Linked DNA regions of Arabidopsis thaliana: region 1 is linked to region 2. A link is a contact called in public ChIA-PET data. All regions are on one chromosome and are shown on one strand. The core of a region is the stretch at or near the end of the contact, and the rest is flanking DNA. Distances in the headings are between cores, read along the strand shown.

Region 1 (2,983 bases), core at 482-2,981, 48 kb after region 2:
TAGTTCAACGTAAAGTTATATATCTCGAGGATTACTTTCCCCCACACTCTTTGTATATTGACTGTTTCTAGTCCTTCTAAACAAACACTAGATTGACTTAGGTTTCTCATTTCAACCATAGTAAGAACTAAGAAATAAGTTTGAACCTTTATGAAGATCCATTTTAGAACACGTTTGATTGTATCCACTCCAAATACATTTTCATCAAAATATTATTTAACAGAAATTGTCAGCGATTGCCAATAGATGGTCACTTAGTAGTTGAGGTTTGCAAAACATTGGCATATGATCAGTCTCTTCCATCTCAATCACTAAATTCGCCGGATAATTATGGATCATCCATCGTTGATGGTCTTCCGAGATAATGTTGTCCTCTTTGCACACAATGTAAGCTCGAGGAACAGATCCATACCCTTTCTCAGAAAAGTTCTCCATCTTCGATAATTCATTAATAAACAATGAACTAGGCCTCTTTAGAAGCAATCCAAGCTCAAGATCCTAAATAAAGATAATCATCGATTTATCATGAAAATGATTAGTCTTTTTTTGTTTTGTTAAAAATGATGATAAATTTAAATTACCTCCACAGGAGAAAGTTGGTAGAGACGGTGCTTCATGAAGTCGGTGCTGAAGAACACAGACAAGCCGGAATTATCTGAACCATATGTCTCGAGCTCAGAGCCCATCCATCCTTCTGGTGTCATGCTGCTTGCAAACTTTTTCATAGTAATTACGAAAAAATCATATTTATTTTCACGTTTATTACAATTAACTACCTTTAAAAATTCTAACGAAGTAACAACCATGAAAATGAAACATGTTAAAACAAATTACTAACTCATCACCACGAAAGTGACACTACTTGGACATTAGATTGTCTAACACATGATCTATGGTTAATTGGTTATAGTATATAAGCCACAAGTTATAAAAGACTGCGAAATGGAAATCTCGATTTTGTCCGACTAGACTGAACAATCGGACATATAGACCAAAAGGAACCGTTATGTTGATCAATTTTTGTAATCATTTTGGCTACAATCTTGTAACGGTTTTGGCTAAAAATGGACGACCACGTTGTTTTGACCGTCAAGACTTCCAGGTGGTGGATTTAAGAACAGAACACAAAATTTGGCTGCTTTAAAAAGAGATATATACCTTTTCCTCGACGAACGATGGTGAGTGTTTGGTGTCGGGCATGAATGCAGTCACGAAGACAGAGACAGAGATTTTATCGGGAAACTTATCCATGGCTAAGGCTAAACTCAAACCTCCAAAGCTATGACCAACGAGTACAACCTTCTCATCATTCGGCAATGAAGTCATTAGCTGCATCAATGGCTCAGAATATTGTTCACATGTAGAAATGTCAGTGATTGACCTGGTTGTGTCTATACCGGAAGCAGCTAGGTCTAAGGCGGTTACACGATGGCCCAAAGCCTCGAGAAGAGGCTTAACCTTGTACCAGCACCATGCGCCGTGGCACGCACCATGTACTAGCACGAAGTGTTGCTTCCTCTTCTCCTCACTCATATTTTCCTTTCGTACTTTTTCCCTACTCTTCACACATCCACTCATAAGTAGAAAAATTATAAAGCTTATCGTTGAATTTTCCAAAATTGTCGCTTTCCTTTGAGATTCTTTTATGATTTTACGTGATAATTAAAATTTCGAATTTTTTCTTGCATAAAGAAATAACTTTGGAATTTTTCTTTTTAAAAGCGACATTTTGGCTCTGCGGATAAGAAACTTTACACTTATTAAAATGCAAAATAAAAGTATCTTTCTAATTAAAGCTGATGTTACAGTGATATACAACTTGACAAGTTGTGTTAGATGTTTGTTCCGTGTCATGTACCAGGTCAAATCACACTAGTTGGACAATAATATTAATTTTTGATATAATATTAAAACAATTACTCGTAACTAAAAATAGAGATAACATTTTTTAAAAATTACTTATGACTTAAAAAAATTCGCAGTTGTACCGTACATCTCCATTCGGCGCCTATATTTGTATTTACTCGATTGCTTATAAATTCATTATTTTGATAGAGATTATCATGAAATATGGTGTATAAATCTGTATCCTATAAGTTTAAATCAATGGAGAAACCATAAAACATAATTTTCAGGTAATAATATAGTTATCTAGCTCACGAATCATTATTCATAAAACCATTCTTGTGAATATTATCATTTGCTTAGTTCTCATACATTATGTATTCTCATATGGCTTATTATTGTGGTGGACACTGAATTTGTAATTGATATGCAGTGATGATGATATTTCAGATTTATTTAGGCATATTTATTTGCAATCTCCAAGAGAAGAGCACATAGTTGTTGAGGCTTGGAGAACATTGGCATATGATCTGCGTCTTTGATCTCCATTACTTCTTTTGGGGGAAAGTTGCTGATCATCGATCGCTGGTAATCTTCGGGTGACACAAGATCCTTTCCGCATACAATAAATATACGTGTAACGGATCCGTATCCTTCCTCACTGAAGCTTCTTCTCTCTGCCATATCTTTCTTAATCAATGGGTTTGCCCTCACCAACATTTTCGCCAATTCAAGATCCTAGTTCACCGTAACAAAAATCAACAAAAGATTGACATAGATTACTAGTACAATCTTATTTGTGCTTGAAAAAAAGAGGTTCTTATGAAGCTAAGAGTCTTACTTGGACTGGAGACAACTGATACAAGTTCTTGGCCATGAATTCTGGTCCAAAAATCCAAAACTCGCTAGGAAAATCAGGTTTCTCGCTCGTAAACACGGTGTCTAACCATTCCTCTCGTGAAGTTTCTTTTCTTAGCTGTTAGATTTCAGTCAAATATCCGAATTACTTGGTGTTAGATTCAAAAATATTATGTAAGCTATAAGTTTTCATGTAAAGTCAATAACAGTTAGAACTATGACTTGTTGGATAAGATTAGGTAGTTTTATTTTCATTTTCTGAAAGTTTTTAACAGTTATG
Region 2 (2,954 bases), core at 27-2,526:
TCATCAAAGTTCTCATCACATAACTATATATATGAGTGATGAGTCACTATCTTGTTAATCCTATTTATATGGACCACTACATGAGCTTTTAAGTTACTCATGAGACATTATATTGGGCTTTATATGGATCCTCTAATAGTTTTGCTAGATTAATGTGAATACGTCTTTAGGAATGACTAGATCATGAGCACGAGATAATCGTCACCGCTTGCACTAATATAGTATAAGAGGGCAATGGTGACTAATTTTCAAAAATTTAGCTCCAAGGTGATTTTGGAGTTTTACGCTCATTTACATTTCAGAAAAAAATCAAACAATCATGATTGGGTCGTGTCTAAACAATTTTGCATACACATCAAAACAAACATTTGCAAAAGTTTGAAGAATGATACTAAGCTAAAAAGTGAAAATTTCCAAAACAAAAATTAGGGACTAAGAAATGCGAGATTTTAAGCTCACAAAGAGTACTTAATTGATTGTGTTTCTTTTTTTGTTTATCTTCCCGTAGATTTCATGTCAATTTCCGAATGAACCTAGAAAATCACCACCATATTTCCTCTTATCAAACAAATTTTCCATCCAATCATATTGTCTCATTCTAACTTGAGCGTAAAAAGGTATTTGAAAACAATTTATTTTAGTTTTCTCGGACACTTTCATGAGTTGAAGACAAAATCAGAGAAGTCTCCGAAAAGACAAAAATGGATCGTCAGTTTGTCACCAAACACCTACATGAACCTTACTTGATTCGCTCCAAGTGTTCAATCACTTATCATATGATCACCAACAATCCAAAAATAATCGAAGTTTCCATACCATAAACAAATTCCATAATCCAAAAATTCGACCCCTTGACACACACTGACACACACTGACACACACACACAGAAAATATTCCCGTAGCTATGCCTATATGGGCAACTTCCTGGGCTAATGGTCCCATGAAAAACTGATGAGCTCATAGTCAAATATTATGCACAAATGGGCTTATATAAATGTCAACTTCAAAGCTTACCAGAAACCCAACAAATACACAAGCCCTGAAGTAAAAAACAAAAACAATATTTATATCACCGTAAATTTCGGACCAAATCAGAGAATTCAGAGTGTTTTTACTGTTCATGGATCCCACGTGATCAGACAGCTCAAATTCCGATCTCGTAACGACGTCGAATAAGACAATTTCGGTTTTGTCCCTAATCCCATCTTAAACTGGGTCCCACGTTTTTCTCTTCCTCCCAAAAAGCAAACTTAAAACCAAAAAAATATTATCGGACAAGATTCCAGCTACTAGTGGTTCTTTCTTTCTTCTTCATCTTTTTCTCAATCACTTTCTTCTTCTCCATTCTCCTTTTCTTTTGGTTCTCTCTCCCACTTGTGAAGAAGCTCCTCAAGAAGAACCCTAAAAAAATGATTCTTCTTTGATTTTGTGTATTTTTACCTGTTCTTGTTGGTGTTTGTTTGCTTAGTTCTGAAGCAAAAGCTAGGGTTTTTCTTCTTCTTCTTGAAAATGCCATTGAAAGAAGATGATTGTTGTTTATTCGCTGAAGAATACGATGGTCCACCATTATCATACAATATCCCTTGTGCTGTTCCTATTAACGTCGAGAAAATCCCAGTCGCCGCCGTTGTTTCTCCGGTTTGTATTTCCGATAACATGTCTTTCCCTGTGATTCAACCGATTTTATCAGTAGAGAGTAAAAAGTTTCTGATAGATTCGGTTTCTCCTACTTCTGTTATAGCTAATTGTGGATCTAATCAGCTTGAATTGGTTTCTGATTCAATCACTGTTTCTCCTACTTCGGTTATTGAACATACTGAGGAAGAAGAAGAAGAAGAAGGTGGTGATGGTGAGGATTGTGAATTGAGTAGCTCTGGAGAGTTATTGTTGAGGTCTTGTTCAGTGAAAGAGAGTTTAGACTTGAATGAGTCGTCTTCGAATCCGTTAGTACCGGATTGGGAATCGAATGAGTCAGTTTTGAGTATGGATTACCCGTCGTCTCGTGTTACTGGAGATTGTGTTAGTGAGACTAATGGTGATGGTAAGAAGCAACCAGTTGTTACTTTCTTGGGTATTGCTTCTGATGATGGATTTGAGGAAGAGGAGAGTTGTAGTAACCTGAGGCGGGTTCGGGTTGTACCGGTTAAGAAACAGCCGCAGACGAAAGGTAAGAAGGGTTCTTGTTATCGGTGTTTTAAAGGGAGTAGGTTTACGGAGAAGGAAGTGTGTTTAGTTTGTGATGCTAAGTATTGTAATAGCTGTGTGCTTAGAGCTATGGGTTCTATGCCTGAAGGAAGGAAATGTGTTACTTGTATTGGCTTTCCTATTGATGAATCGAAGCGAGGGAGTTTAGGGAAATGCTCTAGGATGCTTAAGAGGTTGCTTAATGATTTGGAGGTTAAACAGATTATGAAGACTGAGAGGTTTTGTGAAGCTAATCAGTTACCAGCTGAGTATGTGTATGTTAATGGACAACCTCTTTACCCTGAAGAGCTGGTTACACTTCAGACTTGTTCTAATCCTCCTAAGAAGCTGAAACCAGGGGACTATTGGTATGATAAAGTGTCTGGACTTTGGGGAAAGGTGAGGAATATTTACTGTTCTTTTGAGTTTTGTGTCTTAGTTTCTATTGTTTCTTATATATATATATATGATGTTGGGGTTCTACAGGAAGGAGAGAAGCCTTATCAGATAATTAGTCCTCATCTGAATGTTGGAGGTCCTATTAGTCCGGAAGCTAGCAACGGAAACACTCAAGTTTTCATAAACGGTCGGGAGATTACAAAAGTGGAGCTACGAATGCTGCAGTTGGCAGGAGTTCAATGTGCGGGTAACCCACATTTTTGGGTTAACGAGGATGGATCGTATCAAGAAGAAGGACAGAAGAATACCAAGGGATACATATGGGGCAAGGTTCGTTGTTTTCGTATTAAATCTATATTCCATTCGATTG

The links. ChIA-PET counts read pairs in DNA pulled down with a chosen protein or histone mark.
Region 1: an H3K4me3 ChIA-PET map of shoot shows a contact between it and region 2, with 11 read pairs. The contact joins the promoter of ACL here to the promoter of XLG1 in region 2. A contact is called at or near these places in 1 of 26 Hi-C or Micro-C datasets (vegetative nucleus) and 1 of 2 datasets of contacts at active chromatin or transcription factors (shoot).

Annotation. Positions count from the first base shown.
Region 1 is chr2:10,042,109-10,045,091 of TAIR10.1, forward strand. It overlaps ACL (acetone-cyanohydrin lyase), which reads right to left and starts at 1,732. Exons shown (of 3, transcript NM_001335856.1): 1 at 1,159-1,732; 2 at 582-716; 3 at 1-498. The coding sequence starts at 1,578. The coding sequence ends at 217. MES3 (methyl esterase 3) reads right to left here. Exons shown (of 3, transcript NM_127925.3): 2 at 2,687-2,821; 3 at 2,071-2,583. The coding sequence ends at 2,302.
Region 2 is chr2:9,994,189-9,997,142 of TAIR10.1, forward strand. It overlaps XLG1 (extra-large G-protein 1), which reads left to right and starts at 1,277. Exons shown (of 7, transcript NM_127910.3): 1 at 1,277-2,584; 2 at 2,672-2,914. The coding sequence starts at 1,511.